Regions from separate parts of the Pan troglodytes genome. Here region 2 is linked to region 1. A link is a contact called in public Hi-C data. All regions are on one chromosome and are shown on one strand. Each heading gives the region's core, a stretch centred on a gene start, on an enhancer-like site or on the middle of the called end of the contact. The rest is flanking DNA. Distances are from core to core; before and after follow the strand shown. Region 1 holds the start of LOC129137262. Region 2 overlaps BCAR3 (BCAR3 adaptor protein, NSP family member).

What was found. A called contact is a pair of places that touch in the nucleus more often than the background predicts.
Region 2: a contact with region 1 is called in a Hi-C map of stem cell-derived neural progenitor cells, with 5 times the contacts expected there. The contact joins the enhancer-like site here to the promoter of LOC129137262 in region 1. A contact is called at or near these places in 2 of 7 Hi-C or Micro-C datasets (blood and stem cell-derived neural progenitor cells), 1 of 1 datasets of contacts at active chromatin or transcription factors (stem cell-derived excitatory neurons) and 1 of 1 other capture datasets (stem cell-derived neural stem cells).

What each region holds. Positions count from the first base shown.
Region 1 is chr1:137,333,176-137,338,861 of NHGRI_mPanTro3-v2.0_pri, forward strand. LOC129137262 reads right to left here and starts at 3,008. Exons shown (of 2, transcript XM_063799535.1): 1 at 2,066-3,008; 2 at 917-1,526. The coding sequence starts at 2,604. The coding sequence ends at 1,493. It overlaps BCAR3 (BCAR3 adaptor protein, NSP family member), which reads left to right and starts at 1,520. Exons shown (of 14, transcript XM_054667967.2): 1 at 1,520-1,899; 2 at 3,568-3,713. MIR760 (microRNA mir-760) reads right to left here and starts at 2,451; the gene lies at 2,373-2,451. TRNAR-UCU (transfer RNA arginine (anticodon UCU)) reads right to left here and starts at 1,717; the gene lies at 1,633-1,717.
Region 2 is chr1:137,547,545-137,553,674 of NHGRI_mPanTro3-v2.0_pri, forward strand. All of the region lies in intron 5 of BCAR3 (BCAR3 adaptor protein, NSP family member), which reads left to right. Among named protein-coding and RNA genes, the nearest start is that of TRNAC-GCA, 110 kb to the right of the region's middle. Within about 2 kb of position 1,732, at least 4 of the 24 cell types and tissues checked have an H3K27ac peak or open chromatin away from gene starts, as enhancers often do. A contact at or near this core is called in stem cell-derived neural progenitor cells and stem cell-derived neural stem cells, where this site is marked.

The sequences.
Region 1 (5,686 bases), core at 1,758-4,257:
GCTAAGGAGAGAAAAATGGATACAATCTCTATGGGGCAATTTGCCAATATATATTTAAAAATGTACAGATTAAGAACGCACAAACCTTTGAACCAGCAATTCAACTTTCTAGGAATCTATCCTACAGATAGATGTACCTGTACTTGTGTACAATAATAAAAGAACAAGGATGTTCACTGATGCATTGTTTGTAACAGGAAAATACTGGCAATCTAAATGTCCAGCTATTAGGGACTGTTAAATCATTACCATACATACGTACAATGGAACAAGGCAGCTCTACATATATTCATAGGTAAAACAAGCCAGTATAGCATACTACCATTGTGTTTTTAAAAGGATATGTATCAATAACATTGTTATTTACGACATATTTATGACAAAAGATGTTAAAAATGCTGATATGGGCGTAAAATAAATCTGAAAATATTTCCAAGAAACCATTACCTCTAATGGCTTGTGGAGAGAATTGCAAGGCTGGACTATAGGAATAACATTGATGTTTACTTTTCCCTGTAGCTTTTTTGACAATTTTGGATTTTGTATCTTTTGTGTGAATTACCTTTCATTGTTGTTTTACGAGTTTTAAGATTCCATTCATAGGCCGGGCGCGGTGGCTCACGCCTGTAATCCCAGCACTTTGGGAGGCCGAGGCGGGCGGATCACGAGGTCAGGAGATCGAGACCATCCTGGCTAACACGGTGAAACCCCGTCTCTACTAAAAATACAAAAAATTAGCCGGGCGTGGTAGCGGGCGCCTGTAGTCCCAGCTACTTGGGAGGCTGAGGCAGGAGAATGGCGTGAACCCGGGAGGCGGAGCTTGCAGTGAGCCGAGATCGCGCCACTGCACTCCAGCCTGGGCGACAGAGCGAGACTCCGTCTCAAAAAAAAAAAAAAAAAAAAAAAAAAGATTCCATTCATTCCTGGATTTATTTGCTAACCTTGTACAAAGTTAACAGTTGTCAGAAAAAGATATAGTAATTCGTGTCTTGAGGAGCTGATGGGCACTGGGCCTAGGACCTCTTTGCACTGGAATAATGGGGGAGGGGAGCGGGTGACCTTATCAGAAATGCAGATTCCTGGGCCCCACCCCAGACGGACCGAATTAAGAGTCCCAGAGTGACGGCAGAAATCTCCATTTTTGACGGGCTCCCGCTGGGATTCGGGTGTCTGCTCATCTGGAAGCCTCCATGCTGGAGAGGTAGTCAGCACAGCGCACGCAGGGCGTAGGCGTGTTTTCTCGTCCCTCCCTCGCAACCATAGTCCCGCTCAAGGCGTGGGGGTGTCACCCGAGACCCGGGACTCCCCTGCACTTTCCTTTAGGCCGAAACCGCGAGCCTTCGCTTCAGTGTCGCTTTTCCTTCGCCGCCGCCGCCGACGCCGCCGCCGCTGCCGCTCTTCTCAGGACCTAGATCGACTGCCCAGTCGGCTGAGCTGGGCCCTGGGCCACCGAGGCCCGGGGAGCTGAGGGGCTCGGGACCCTGCGAGCCGCTTAAGAAAGGACCGCAAGAACCGAATGCAGTGAACTGCGAGAGCAGGGAATGAGAGACAAGTTAAACCGTTTAGCAAAAAAAAATAAGAGACATGATGGAGGCAGAAAATAAATTGTAGGGGGGAGGGAAAAAAGCGTTACGACTCCGCCGGGACTCGAACCCGGAACCTTTGAATGCCTTCAGCCTCTAGAAGTCCAATGCGCTATCCATTGCGCCACGGAGCCACCTGTTGGAGTCTCAGCGCATCTGCTGTGTTAAGCCAGAGGCGACGGCCGCGCGCTCTTCCGACCGCCCCTCCCGTCGTCAGTGTCACCGAGACCCAGCCGCCGCGCTCAGGGCACTGCCATCCGCCTCAAACGCCGGCCGCAGGCTCTCGGTCTCCCCGCAGTGGTCGCCCCTCAACAAGGTCGGCGACCCAGTTGAGCCAAGGGCGGCCGCAGTCCGACGGTCCCACCTGGTCGGTATGAGGGCAGCCGCAACCCGGTCCCCTTCACGGTCCGGGCCCAGCCGTACGAATCACAGTCGCGCTTTTCCCTCCCCGGCTCCCTTCCTGCCCCAAGCGCCCCGCCTACCAGGTCTCTCCGGCGGCCGCTCCAGCCCGGCCGGGACCCCAGAGTTGCAGGCCCAGGCCAGCCGTTGCACCGTTAAGCCGGGCCGGTGACGCCGGGCCTTTACGTCGCGCCTGTGAGCGGCCGAGGCCGAGCGGCCGCCCCTCGGGCTGCGAGACGTAAGCGGCGACCCCTCTCGGGCCTGGGCTCTTCCCTCGCGGCCCGGCCGGCCGGCGGCCTGGACCTGCGGCGGCGAGCGCCGGTCGCGGCGACGTCTGTGTGCGTGCTTGTGCGTGTTTATTTGCGCGGGGTTCGGAAAAACGGGGTTTGGGTTGCATTTCGCTCCCCACAGACCCAGAGCCGAATTTCTGAGGTATCCGGGCTCTGGTGGACTGAGGGGGGCGACGCGCCCCGCGCCGCAGCATCCTCCGAGAGCTCGTCTTGCCCCCAGCACCTGCCTCCAAGGACGCCGCGCAGCTGCCCCGAGCCCGCGCGCCCGGGCCCCGCGACTGCGTGGGCGGAAGCCGGGAGGGTGTCAGCACGCGTGGGAGCGCTGGGAGCATGCGTGTGCGGGTGCATGTGGTCGGAGGGCGCGCGCTCGAGCGCGGCCGCGGGGTTTCCTGGTGGCTGCGAGCGGTGGGGACGGCAGAGGGCCTGGCGCCGCTACCCAGAAGGGTGCGGTCGCCACGAATCTGAGAGGCGGCTGGGTGGGGGCCGGCAGGTTTCCAGTGCCCGCAGTGATCCCCATCCGCAAGACCCCGAAGCCCTTTGAAATAGACGGTCAAAGCCGCGTGGTTGCTCTGCGACTGCAGCGGCGAGACCGAACGCCCGGCCCCCGTTCCTATTAGCTCACAGCAGTCCCGGCCCCGCCTACGGAGGATTCGCAGGGCGGCCGCTGGGCGCGCTTTCTCGGCTTGGCCACAGCCCGTTTCTGCACCAAACCCGCCAGCCGCGGCCCACCCTGTGCTTCACCCATACCCGCCCCTGCCCAGCATCGCCAGGCCTCAAATGCAGAATAGTCTCTGGCAGAGTTCAAAGAGGGAAAGGGAAGTCCTGGGAAGAGTCCAGTGTGGTAGGGATTTTACAGTCTTAACCCCAAGACGAAGCTATGGAGCGGGTACATACACACCACCGTCCCCTTTATAATATAAAGAAGGGAAACTGCAGCTAAGAGAGGTTAAAAAACTCGTGTAGGGACGCCCAGCTAGTGAGCGTGGAGAACTGTGATGAATCATATTTTGTTATGTTTGCAAACTAACACGTTAGCTTTCACGGTTTCATGAATGCTGACAGAACACACCAGACTTCTGAGTCAGAGATAAAAGACTATTACAACAAAAGCAATAGCCAGAGTATCACCGTTTTTGAGTTGGCTCCCTGGACCCCAGTTCTCACAGGAACGAAGCACACAGGCCCAGATGCATGCTTACACACAAGATGGGTTGCATTACAGAAGAGGAATGCTGAGCTTGGGGAACCCACCATGTTATAGTGAGCAGTAAGCAAGCCTGCTCTTTGTTCCATAGGGAGACATTACCTCATCCCTCAAGATTGCTCGCTGCAAACACAACGCTGAGAAATGGCCCAAGTAAAGCGTGATCAGGGTCTTGCATTCTTGGCACATCTAGGAAGAACGTGCAAGGATGCGAATTGTGAATCGCTTCTCCAAACAGTAAGTGGCAGAGCCCTGATTGGTGCCAGGCCTATTTAATTATACTCTAATGTAAACAAAGTTTCTTGACAACATGATATATATATATATATATATATATAAAATTGTTATGCCCCTTTAATGAAATAAATGTCTTCACATTGCATGCAGGGAGAATTCTCATATGGATAAAATTAGCCTTTAAAATGGAATATGGTTTTAAATTGTATTTATTTAAACAAATCTTTTTTGAATTCTGAAATATGCCAGGCACTGGTGGCATCTCAGGGTCTCCACTGGTCTTAGGAGTTGCTCACAGCCGAATGGGAGAAGAGATGCTCTGTATGCCTGTGGGAAAACCATACAGAGGAATTCTGCCTGGGGTATTGGAGCCAAATCTCAAATGATGAGGAGTCATTGACGTGATTAAGTGACAGTTGAGATGCGTATATAAAAATTCTGGAAAGGGGGAATTGGGAAAGAAACAATGTGCTAAGGAAAGATGTATATGTGTTTGATTCCACTTAATGATTCAAACGAATAATTTTAGATATTTTATTCCACTAGATGAAGCCAAAAAAATTCCTGTATCATGGAAAATATTAGAGATACAGTGTTAGCAGACAGTGTGGGAAAGCCAGGCTTTCCCTGTGCAGCCTTCTGTGAGCTATCAAGGTTGTACTTCTTATACCCTGCAATTAGAAGACTGGGGCCAGGTGCAGTGACTCACGCCTGTAATTCCAGCACTTCTGGAGGCTGAGGCGGGAGGATCACTTGAGGCCAGGAGCTTGAGGTTACAGTGAGCTATGATCGCGCCACTGCACTCCAGCCTGGGCGACAGAATGAGACCCCATCTCCAAAAAAAAAAAAAAAAAAGAAGAAGAAAGTCACAGCCAAACAAGGTCAGGTGTGTGGTGGTTCTCTGAACAATTAACTAAGCAGTTTATAGGTAGCAATGTTAGCATGTAAGAAAAATGAAAAGAGTATTTAGTTGCCATCTGGGGAGAAAGATTCAGTGGGTTTTGTCTTCCCCTTTTCTAATCTGGCTGAATTTTCTCAGGCTGTATCTGTAGTAAACAGCCATTATACAACCTGAGCTAAGAATTCCCGCAAGTGAGAAAGCAACCTCTTCCTGCCAACAGAGGGAGTCAAAGCATGGGTTATAACCACTTTCAATTAGGCTGATTGCAGCACATCTGCAGTTTGAGTTCGCTGGACAGCAAAGCCCTAAATTAAATACGGTTTCATGTTGGTGTTTTATTTTTATTTTTATTTTGAGACAGAGTCTCACTCTGTCACCCAGGCTGGAGTGCAATGGCATGATCTCGGCTCACTGCAACCTCCATTTCCCGAGTTGAAGCGATTCTCCTGCCTCAGCCTCCTAAGTAGCTGGGATTACAGGCACGTGCCACCACACCCGGCTAATTTTTGTATTTTTAGTGGAGATGGGGTTTCACCATGTTGTCCAGGCAGGTCTTGAACTCCTGACCTTGTGACCTGCCTGCTTCGGCCTCCCAAAGTGAGGCGTGAGCTACCGTGCCTGGCCAGCAGGATTATTTTTAAGTTACTGTGTGGTTAGTGATTTTGGCCTTCCCAGAAGCTCTGGAAATGGACTATACTTCTACTGTATATATTTGCACTAGCTTTGCTTTACTCCAGAGGTATAAGGTTGCTGGAGTACTAGTTTTATTCAATTCAATGAGTAGGGACAATACAGTTAGGCCTACTGTGGGAACCAAGTGAAAGTTTAAGACATAATTCCTACCTTCAAGGACACTCCAAATTTCCTAGGAGAAATACGATTTATGAATATGAAGCAATAAGCAGATGAAGCAAGGTAGCATGTGAAAAAGTGTCATAATGTGACTGGGCATTCCTACCGGTAAAAATTTTTCAGTTTGGACCCCCAAGGAACAAGGATGCTCTATTATACTACTAATAAAACATACCTAAAAAGGAATTTTTAAAGGGTGAGATTTAAAAAACAAACAAAC
Region 2 (6,130 bases), core at 482-2,981, 210 kb after region 1:
AAATAATGTGGCCCTGCACAGGTATGCAGTTCAGAAAGGGAGGAGTATTTTAATAGCCTCTTCAGATCATTATAGTTGTTGGTCTTTGATACTAGAGTTCAACAAGTTGTAGTTCCTTAAAGGTTAACTGCAATGTGGACTCTGAAATCCTGTCAATGAACTTGTTTTATTTCCTTAAAATTCAATTTGAATGGATCTCTCTTGCAATTTGAATGGATCTTTTACCCATGCATGAGTTTATATCATCATGCATTGGCCATTTGAAAAATATTGGTTTACGAGTTATGCAGATCTTATAAATGTTACATATTTCACTATGTAATATCAGAACTCACATTCATTAATATGACCACCGATCACATCAGAAAAATCATTAAAGTATTGGAAAGCTGTCAAACTCATGTGGTGAATACAAGTTTTCCAAAATTCTAATTTTCACTTGAAACCTGGAATTTTATCATTGGCAACAAACACTGTCTGTTGTTTTCCTTGAAGTAACAGGCTCACTTTGTTCGTTTTTCAGAAAATGGCTGCCAAATAAATACCCGAGTCTGAATAACCAAGTTTGTCAGACATTCTTTGAAGTAAAAATTGTGCTCTACGAAAAAGCAGCTAGTTGAGCCCACGATTCAATTGCACAGTTGCTTTTCCTTCACACAAACTCTGTGCTTGGAAACGCAGCAGAATTGTTTTCTGTGCATGTCCTGTTGCATTGTATAGAATACTAAAGAGACATGTACTCGAGGGCCCATATTTAATAAAGTGAGTAATTCTCACTGCTTCATCAAAGACTTCTAGGTGGAACTGGCTATTTTTCTTCAATTCTTTGAGCCATTGGGAGTCAAGAGTGCAATGGCCCCTGGTAGAGTTTGGTGCCTCTGCCTTGCTTTGTGCTGAGGCACCAGGAATTCACCCATCATAGCTTTTGCACCACCAGTATAAATGTCAACCCAGTGAAACAGGCAAAAAATGTCTCTGTATTATTATGAAAATAAGTTTTGACCTCTCAGACCCCCAGAAGACCCCCCAGCCTGTAGATCAGCCTGTGGAACACACTTTGAGCACCACTGTACCAGAGGGTCTTTTGCTACTTAAGAGACTAAAAGCTGCAAAAACACTTTAAACACAAATAATCCCCTCTTGTTTATCTAAATCCATATTTATTTCTCTAGCAAAGTTTACTTTTAAGCTCAGCTTGCCCAACAGTTGCATTTACATTTAAAGAGACTTGTTTTTAATGTAGGAAAGACATTAAATTTTCATTTAAAAGTAAGGAAAAAATTGAGAGTCAATCCTTGAAGTAAGGGTTCTCAGTTGTGGGCCTGTTCCTTGCAGTGGAGTGGATTGTGACACCTCTGGAAATGCTAACTCTGTGTAACACAACCAAGTCATGATATACTGTAAAGATCTGGTTGCTCATCATATACTATAAAGTACTAGGCCAGAAGCAATTGTAACTCTCCTCTCATTGCTTTATATTAAAACTCTGAAAACCCCAAGCTTGGTGAGGCCAAGGCTGGGTTATGGCAAGGTGCTCTGCCTGAGTATGCAAGTGTAGTCGAGGGAGAAATTTGTTGCAGGGATCCATTTACTTGGGGCAGGCTGGAAGTGCACATTCTCCTGATCCTTAAGCTTTTATTAATTGCTGCAGCCTTGGCTCCTTCTATGCTCCCAGTGTGGATTTGCTGGCTGAGCTCCATCCGTCCTTTATGTGAATGAAGATAAGGATGTGTCAGACCCTGGGAATGAGAACATGCTGTTTGGCCCTTCAAGGCAATTTCCTTTTGAGTCCCAGCCCTCTCCAGATGGCATCTAATTGTTTCTTGAATGACCTCAGTGTCCAGGCTGCAGGAACCTGGTCTGAGAAGCCATTTCACATATTTATTAGCCTGTGGATGAGAACTTACTATATAAAGCCCCCATTCACACTCTCAAAAGAGCTTTTTGTACAGAAGAAATAAGGAAACTGATGGACTGTTTCCTGTGACCACCAGTCTTCAGCCGGATTCTTATTTTTACCAGGCCCAGGTGGGTGTATTTTGAAGGGGTCTGTGTGGTCCAGCTGAATCCATCCTGGTTCAGTGCCCTCCTGTCTGTCTCCTCATGGTCTCTACATGAAAGCCTTGACAGAATAGAGTCAAGTCCCCTTACCTCCTGGTTTCAGGATTACTTGAACAGAGTACAGGTAGTGTGAGTTAATTACTGCATTCTGGAAGCGTCTCCCAGTTTGAAATCCCAGCTAGTTCAAAATTTGAGAGAGTAAAATGACTCTTTTATTTTTGAGATGGAGTCTTGCTCTGTCACCCAGGCTGGAGTGCAGTGGTGCAATCTTGGCTCATTGCAAGCTCCACCTCCTGGGTTCACGCCATTCTCCTGCCTCAGCCTCCCGAGTACTGGGACTACAGGCGCCCGCCACCATGCCTGGCTAATTTTTTTGTATTTTTAGTAGAGATGGGGTTTCACCATGTTAGTGAGGATGGTCTTGATCTCCTGACCTTGTGATCCGCCCTCCTCGGCCTCCCAAAGTGCTGGGATTACAGGCATAAGCCACCGGGCGTGGCCGTAAAATGACTCTTAGGGCCAAAGTGGGAAGCAGCCGTAATTCAGCCAGAGGCTGGCAAGGCTGGCTCACCTGGTGAGGAGCATGACTTCTGTGTGGCCTGTCATCCCTCATGCCTCTGCAGTTCTGAACTATTTTTGGAGAGACAGGGAAGGGCCCCTACCTTCTTGCAAATACCATGAACAAGAGCCACGTCTCTAGAAATATGCATGCACACTTACTGCACATCTTAGTTCCAGGTGTTTGTGGACCCCAGGTTGAGAATCCCTGAGCTATCTCCAAATGTTCAGTGGGCCCCTATCATGTTCAGGCATTCCAATGATGACAATAAGACATGGGTCATGAGGCCAACAGACAAGGGCACCAGTCATTTTAATGAGTGCTTCAGTAGCTGAACCCTGGAGGACAGGGTTGGAGCTAGGGCTTCTTACTGGGGTAGGTAGAATAATAGCAAGGGGAGAAGGAAACCCCTACGGGCCCACACAGACTGAGAGCAGGGGCTCCCAAACTTCCAGGCCATGTCCACCTAAGGACTGTCTAAGGAGCACATTTGGGAAGATTGGAATGTGATTTGGAGATGATGTAAACGTCCTGTCCTTTGACCTGGAAAGAAGTCATGAGGGTTGCCCTCACAGGTGACTGTACCGGGAAAAGCTCACCTGGCCTCAGTAAGGGAATGTCTCAGCCAGTACCTCTAAATTGGGTCCTGTGGCCTTCCACATAGCAGAATAGCCTTTTGGAAACATCCTCCAGGAGCTGAGGATGGTGCTGATGCCACATAAGCAGGGCTGAGAATGCAGTTGGTTTGTGCTTTCCCCTGGCTGGGAGGTGCTGGGTGTGGGAGCAGAACTCACCCCTACACCAGTGGCACAGTACATTCCAACAACATGAATCCCTCTCCCTCTTCCTAGAGGCAAATTCGTGTATCGTTATCCTTGAAAACTCAAGGCAACTCAATTATTTCCATGGAAGTCCCTGGAATAGACTGCAAAACACCATTAATTTCCATTCATTGCTGACACATGAGTGTACAACCCTATTATTAATGGGTGTATAATGTGCATGTTTTCATGTAACATCAGTTCATGTTGGCTCCTTGTAGCGTTTCTCAGATACAGAGATCACATTTTATACACATAATCTCCAACAGAGCCAGACACAATATGTTACATCTCCATCTCAAGTTTTAATCTTACACTGATAAGGTGAGCCTGTAAACCCAAATTGATGGTGTGAGCTAGGAAACTTACCTCTGGGAAGGGCAGGGGTGGAGTGGCCTGGGTTGATGACTACTTCTGGGAAGGAAAACATTTTTAGGACCTTAGTCTCTTGCATCTGCCTCTCTCAGCACTTTGACCACATTCTCTTCCATCAGCTTCTTTATGCAGTGAGGGCCTGGCTGTGGGCTGCTCTAGGCTTATATTCTTAAAGCTTGTGGTCCAAGGGGAAAAGGGGATGTCTCTCTCAGCCCTAGTTTGAAAAGTCTCAGGGAAGGACTCTGTTTGGTCTCATGTCATTCACCTGCTTACTCTTGGACCATTCAGTGTTCAGTATTCTGATTGGCTCACACATCCATTAAAAGGATGAATACACATGCTACTCAGTAAAGCTTTTAAATATAATAGCCACCACCTGCTATCTATACCATTGCCCCCCCTTACATTTTTAGGATCAGAAGTATATTCTGCTATATTTCTATTATCTCTATTCAGGATACATGTATAAAATGTTGAGATATGAATGCTAAGTTTTGCGGAAAAAAAAAAATCTTTTCAAGTCCTGTTCCCATCTTTCCCTAGTTTATCTCCCTCCTGGTTTATGTACTGGATACCCATTGCCTCCAAGTTTGCCAGATTTGCTGCTGTTACAGAGAAGTTATGGGCAGGGGGTGGGGATGTCCAGAGGGGCTGTGGATCCCCAGCCCATCTATAGCTTGTCCTTGGATGGATTCCCACATCTTATCACAAGTGACCCAACCGGGAGTCCTGGTGTTCCTGGATAGTTACCCAGATGGGTTTCTGCTGCTCTCCCTAGTAATTCTCCCTTCCTCCACCCAGCCCTTCCACCCATTTGGATATATACTGCAAGGCGTACCCAAATCTTTGAGCCACTGGCAAAGGAATTTATTGTCCCCACCTTGGCACCAGGAAGGGCAAATATTGACCTTCTGGATGTCACTCCTGCAGACAGCATTATGCTTGGCAGTTGACCACGTTAGGAAGTGAAGAAACTGGCCGGCAGTCAATGAGGTCCTTCCATGCACAGAACCCTCTGAATTGGCCTCTTCCTGTAGAGGAAGGGGTACTGTTTGTGTTTCCATGTGACAAAGGCCCTTAGCCCTTCTTGTGCAGCAAGCCTTTGTTGCCTCCTGGTTCTTCTCAGATTCTGATGTCAGCATCCATCTCTCCCAGCCCTGCCCTTTCCTTTCAGCTGTGAGCAGAATAGGACCTCTGATGGACTATTGCAGATGAGATCTGCTGCCTGTGTTGCCAAGAGTATCTGTCCCTCTGTTGGAGGGAGGTCTGCCTTTCAGATTTGCATAAGATAAAGCACTTCTGGTGACCAGGTGTTCTCCGTGCTTCCCTCATCACACCAGATAGAGCCAGCCATTCTGATTCATTGTTGTTTTAATCATTAACTTTAAGAGCTGTTTGATCCCACATGTGAAATGGAGATAATAATACTCCTCTCCTAGTGTGACTATGAAATAGGACACCATGGTAAAAGTTCTCTGTAGAAGTGCTGGCTGCTGGCCTGGCATGGTGGCTCACGCCTGTAATCCCAGCACTTTGGGAGGCCTAGGAGGGTGGATCACAAGGTCAGGAATTCAAGGCCAGCCTGGCCAATATGATGAAACTGTGTCTCTACTAAAAATACAAAAATTAGCCCATCTCTACTAAAAATACAAAAATTAGCCAGGCATGGTGGCGGGTGCCTGTAGTCCCAGCTACTCGGGAGGCTGAGGCAGGAGAATCACTTGAACCCGGGAGGCGGAGGTTGCAGTGAGCTGAGATTGTGCCACTGCCCTCCAACCTGGGTGACAGAGTGAGACTCCATCTCAAAACAAAAACAAAAACAAAAACAAAACCAATGTGGCTTCTGGGGACCTTTCACATGGGGTGAGTGAGGTGAAACGATGTCTGTGACTGCTGCAGGCTTCTTCAAGGCATCTCTGAAGTCTGTGGTGAGGAGGGGTTGTTGAGAGTCAAACTTGTAGCTCTTCCAATTTTCTGTCCTAAGTATTACATGCAAACAAGGTCCATCCACCCACTGAGTGAAGGGGTTCCCGTGCTGGTTAAAGCTGCTCCAGCGGCCATAAGGAACTGCATTACTACTTGCCTCAAGGCTATCTATCCCCTCCTCTTACCAGCCACATCCCTGCTACGACCCGGGTGTGTGCAAGGTGGCCAGCCAGGGTGCTTTATCGGTCCGTACTCACTTCTGTGACCACCAGGGTATTCTCACCTCCCTTCCCACATGCCACTGAAAGTCTTTCTGGATCAGAAGGAATTTTTTGGTCACGTGACTCTTTGAAATTGGGTAAAAGTCATAACCCCTCTCCTCAATGAA